2 separate regions of the Xenopus laevis genome follow, and region 1 is linked to region 2. Evidence: chromatin contacts called from public Hi-C data. All regions are on one chromosome and are shown on one strand. The core of a region is the stretch at or near the end of the contact, and the rest is flanking DNA. Distances in the headings are between cores, read along the strand shown. Region 1 overlaps ubtd2.L (ubiquitin domain-containing protein 1-like). Region 2 holds the start of ubtd2.L (ubiquitin domain-containing protein 1-like).

The links. A called contact is a pair of places that touch in the nucleus more often than the background predicts.
Region 1: a Hi-C map of the XL177 cell line shows a contact between it and region 2, with 5 times the contacts expected there. The contact joins the enhancer-like site here to the promoter of ubtd2.L in region 2. A contact is called at or near these places in 2 of 4 Hi-C or Micro-C datasets (the XL177 cell line and the XTC cell line).

What each region holds. Positions count from the first base shown.
Region 1 is chr3L:48,991,144-48,993,843 of Xenopus_laevis_v10.1, reverse strand. All of the region lies in intron 2 of ubtd2.L (ubiquitin domain-containing protein 1-like), which reads right to left. Among protein-coding and RNA genes, the nearest start is that of stk10.L, 20 kb to the left of the region's middle. Within about 2 kb of position 1,348, at least 2 of the 7 cell types and tissues checked have an H3K27ac peak or open chromatin away from gene starts, as enhancers often do.
Region 2 is chr3L:48,932,631-48,935,330 of Xenopus_laevis_v10.1, reverse strand. It overlaps ubtd2.L (ubiquitin domain-containing protein 1-like), which reads right to left and starts at 1,435. Exons shown (of 3, transcript XM_018252159.2): 1 at 1,245-1,435. The coding sequence starts at 1,314.

The DNA.
Region 1 (2,700 bases), core at 99-2,598, 59 kb before region 2:
TTCTCCTTTGAATGGCTGCCCCCATTGCTACACAGCAGCTTATTTATATAAACAATAGTAGTGTTTCTGAAGCAAACACATGAGTTTTACTAGTGCAGGGCAACACTGCATTATATTCTTTATTACTTTAAGGGTCAGGACACACAGGCAGAATTGGGGAGATTAGTCGCCCAGCCACAAATCTCCTCTTTTTTGGGGCGACTAATCTCCCTGAACTGCCTCCTGCCGGCTAAAATGTAAATTGCCGGCGGAATGGCATTCGGATCAGTTCGTTTACCGAAGTCGCCTGACGAGGAAACCGTGCGACTTTGGAAAACGAATTGCTCCAAATGCCATCCCACCGGCGATTTACATTTTAGCAGTTGGGAAGGCAGTTCGGAGAGATGTCACCCCGAAAAAGAGGAGATTTGTCGTCGGGCTACTAATCCTTCCGAATCTGCCCTGACCCTTAAAACACTTTTATTTTTTTAAGTTACTGTTCTTTTAAGGCAAATAAAGAATGTACTCACAGAAATGCCCATCACAGATAAGAAAGACCGAAACCACTGTATGGGAAATAAGAAGCGTAACACTATCCCGCAAAAACCAAAATACTCCCCCTTGGTTAAAATATAAAAGTGATTTTTATTTCATACTTGTAATTGAATACTGAAGCCTCAACAGGATGACTTGAGAGAATAACTCCTGGGGGCGGCAAAATATGCAAAAGTAGATTTTTTTGCTGGGGAGCGCATTTTAGGGTCCCCAGATGCATTCTAGATATAAAATTTTGTATGGAATTTTTTATTATGCTAGAACCAGAAACCCATTACCACTGGTGGTAATTCTAGCAAAACATACTTTGAAACCGTGATTCTGAGGAAGTGAGTCGCTGTGGTTTCGGGTTACCCATCTCAAGGCAAACAAACGAACCAAAAATCGAAAAAATCCGATAACAGCGTGGCGCGTTATTTCGATTACCGAAACCGCGCAAGGTATTGGCGAAGAAAAAAAATATTTTTTATTTGGAATTTCGAAGTTTTGAAGGTGGGTAATCGAAGGTCTCATCGAGGGGAACAATTTGACACCTGACTCACCGTATCGCCGTATATGGTGCGCTAGCTATGGGCGTTGTTAGGACGCAAAACTGCGCGTTTTTGGTAACCTCTTAGTATATGATAGGGAATTACTCCAAAACCACTTCCTCTACACACTTCAAATTTGCTGTGGTTGTTCATGAATATTCCCTGGAATAGTATTTCAACAAAGCCAGCTAATCACTGGTTCATAGCAATTCCTTTGGTTGCCTGCAGATGGCACTCACAAGTTAAGCAGATGTCTCTTGCTCATCTGGCCAGGAGCTCAGAACACAAGCACTCTGATGTGCCCGGTGACTCTCAGCTGCTCCCCATTAACAATGCAAGACTATTGCTCAGCCTTTATTGGTGTCAGCTGGTGCTGTTCTGCGCATAGCGAGCAGACATGGAAGGGAATGGTTTGCGGTTACTGGCGATTCTTCTGTGCAAGTCCCGTGACCTCATCCTCCATGGCAGAAACAAGCACTAATAATACGTTCTGGTGATCAGGTTCCTCTATGGAGAAGTTACAACGTGAAACCCGGCCAATGTAAAAACCTGAGTACATGGAAAGGAATAAGTATTAACCGATCAAGATTTAGTCCCTGTAACACCACAAAACAGAATTGCACCCGAGGGGGAAACGCTATAACCCACATTAGCTAAGCAATCAATTGCTACACTATGTACTGAAGTCAAGCCAACCCAATGGTCTGGAACAGTACCACCCAACGGTCATCTGATACTGCAAGCAGCTGGCCTTTTAGCTCTCATAAGGAAAAGAAAGAAGGGACTCATTAAAGTAGGCACAGCCGGCAGATGTGTCACATGGGTTAAAGGAACAGTTCAATGTGAAAATAAAAATTGGGTAAATAGATAGGCTGTGCAAAATAAAAAATGATTCTAATATAGTTCGTTAGCCAAAAAATAAGTAATATAAAGGCTAGAGGGACTGGGAATCTAACCTTATAGCCAGAGCACTACCTCCTGCTTTTAAGCTCTCTAACACTGAGTTAGTCAGCGACTTGAAGGGGGGGCCACGTGGGACATAACTGCTCAGTGAGTTTGCAATTGACCCTCAGCATTCAGCTCAGATTCAAAAGCAACAGATATGACCTATGTGCCTCCCCCCCTCAAGTTACTGATTGGTTACTGCCTGGTAACCAATCAGTGGAAACCAAGAGAGCTACAAAACAGGAAGTAGTGTTCTGGCTATTATGTTACACATCCACTCACTCCAGCCTTTATACATTACATTTTTGGCTAACTAACTATATTAGGAAATTTTTTTATTTTGCACAGCCTATTTACCTAGTTTTTATTTTTACACTGAACAATTCCTTCCTTCAAAGGACTATTTTATGCAATAGGTTCTAATGCAACATTATAGATAATTATAGTTTTGCCTTCAATGACTAACCTAGTACAAATTTGTGCCAGTGTTCCACAACCAAACAGCTCTGATACAGTAGTGTGCAGTTAGAAGCATGAAAGCAAATATCCCATACGTTGCTATGGGTTGCTTCACTGGTTGAGCCAAAATAAATGACAGTTGCTTATGCACGGGTGCCTTTAGCTGTCATGCTTCTCTGAGCACAACTGAACCGCACTACAGGAATACGCCTCTGACATGTACGGCTCTGTG
Region 2 (2,700 bases), core at 186-2,685:
GAAGGAAGGACTAACTAATCTATTAACTGCAACCACTTCTCTTTCAAACGTAGGCAATGTCAAGATATATTTTGTTGTGCCGATATTAGACCCAAAACGACAATATTATTTGTAAAAAGCATTATCGGTCTGACCTTTTTTGGCAATCCCACAATGTAGCATAAGTCAGCCGTGCTTCTTTCACATCAGTTGGCTTCTGCTACATTGCTTCATAAGTCAGATTCAGCGTTGGACTGGGACACCAGGGGCCCACCTAAAACCCTTAGACCAGGGGCCCACCAAAAAATCTTAGACCAGGGGCACTGTCAGTACTATTATTCTTCCTCTCCTCACTCAAACTCTATTCTAATAGTCTCTTTTCATATTATAATCGATTATTCCATCTATTTAGCCTCTTTTTCTCAGAGAAATAGGGAATGACCAAGAAATAGGCCAAATGTTTAGCAGCACAAGGGCCCACTGACACCTGGGCTCACCGGGTCTTTTCCTGGTATCCCGGTGGGCCAGTCAGACTCTGGTCAGATTGCCCCAGGGCAGAGAACAGAAGGAGACAGACTGATAACGCCCTAAAAGTAATAGTTGTGAATAACTTTAAAAAGTTGCAATGAACGTAGAAACCGGAGAGTTGCTCAGAATGACAATTTCTTTCATTAGGGGGAAAAAAATATATATATTTTTGGGTATACGTCACATTTAAATGAATAAAAGGCCTGTGAGTGGTATGTAGCATATCAAACAGATAGCATATCTAAAAGGCAAGTTTATTACACTTATATGGGATTTTTTTTTTGTGCACCCACTGAATTCTATCTCCCAGAATAATTCAATAATAATGAAACCTGCATATTGTGTCACATAGTTCCCATACACAAGTAGCTGATCACTAGTAGCAATAGTTGAAGGGGATGTTATTAGAAACAAGCTGGGACAAAATGAAGAAAAGCTGACAGCAAGTCAGGTCCTTTCATGTGGGTTACTGTGTGCACTTACCAACCCATAAGGGGTAGCTGGCATCCCAAGCTGAGCCAGTAAGGGCCCTTCGGGAATGGTGGGTGCTACCACCTTGCCCATCAGTAGGGGGGTTAAGCGGAAAAGCAGATTGGTAGTGCCCCCCGCAGGGGGTGATTCTGTGTATCGGGCCAATATGAGACAAAAGAGCAGCGGATCTCTCCCTATCTCCCCTCCTCCTCCTCCCCCACTCTCCCTTCCAATCAACCTCCCCCATCTCTTCTTTTTTCACCCACCTCCGGTCCCGTCTGAGTTCTCGTTCAGGCTTCCCGAGGAGTCGTGGTGAGTGCCCACACACCCTCCCATGGGTGCCGCCGACGGGGGCAGCCTCTGCAGTTACCGCTCTCTCGCCTTCAAAGAGGCAGGCGGGCGCGCTCACGCAGCGCAGTCCCGAAAGCGGGCACGGGCGGCAAAGGAGAATAATTGCTCGTGTCCGCGCATGTGACGTCACGCATTCGCCTCCCAGTAGATGCCACAGTCCCCGCCCCGTTTACTGTGACGTTGCGGTGCGATTGAGTTTCTGTTCAGTGGATGGTGTGGCGTTTTACTGGAAGTGTTCTGTCATTCATGAGTAAAGTAGGGGCAGTGCGTGGATTTCCTGAACTGAAGGGATACTGTCATGGGAAAATATGTTCTTTTCAAAACACATCAGTAAATAGAGCTGCTCCAGCAGATAGACTACTGCACTGAAATCCATTTCTCAAAAGAGCAAACAGATTTTTTTTTATACTTAGTTTTGGCATAGGGCTAGACATATTGTCAGTTTCCCAGCTGCCCCCAGCCATGTTACTTGTGCTCTGATAAACTTCAGTCACTTACTGTTGTACTGCAAGTTGGAGTGATATCTAGGGTTGCCACCTTTTCTGGAAAAAAATACTGGCCTTCCTATATCCTTATTGGCATCAAGCATCATTTTTACCGGCCAGGTGGAACCCTCTCCCTTCCTCCCCCCCAGCAGCCTAACAATAGAACAATGGGAAGGTAACCACATAGCAGCTCCCTATCACAAGATAACAGCTCCCTTGTAGATCCAAGAACAGCACTCAATAGTAAAATCCAGGTCCCACTGCGACACATTCAGTTACATTCAGTTGGAGAAACAACAGCCTGCCAGAAAGCAGTTCCCTTCTTGTGCTGGCTCTTTCTGAAAGCACATGACCAGGTAAAATGACCTGAGATGGCTGCCTACAGACAACTAATACAACTAAAAAAATACATTTGCTGGTCAGAAATTACATTTTATATTGAGTGACTTATTTGCAGTGTAAACAGTGTAATTTAGAAATAAAAAATACATCATAAAAATCATGACAGAATCCCTTTAACGTATTATGGTCACCACATCGATGAAATAAAGTTTACATACACTGAGCACAATGGCTACTGAATACCGAATAAAGTACAGGTATGGGACCTGTTATCCATAATGCTCAGGGCCTGGGGTTTTCTGGATAACAGATCTTTCCATAATTTGGATCTTCATACCTTAAGTCTACTAGAAAATCATGTTAACATTAAATACACAAGGGATTTAGAAAAAGAACATTACTCATACATACCCAATAGTTTAGTTTGCTTCCAAAGGATTAATTATATCATAGTTGGGATCAAGAACAGGGTACCGTTTTAATACTACAGGGAAAGAACTTTCTGAATACCTGTATATAACATGATGCAGTGAGAGGCAGTTGG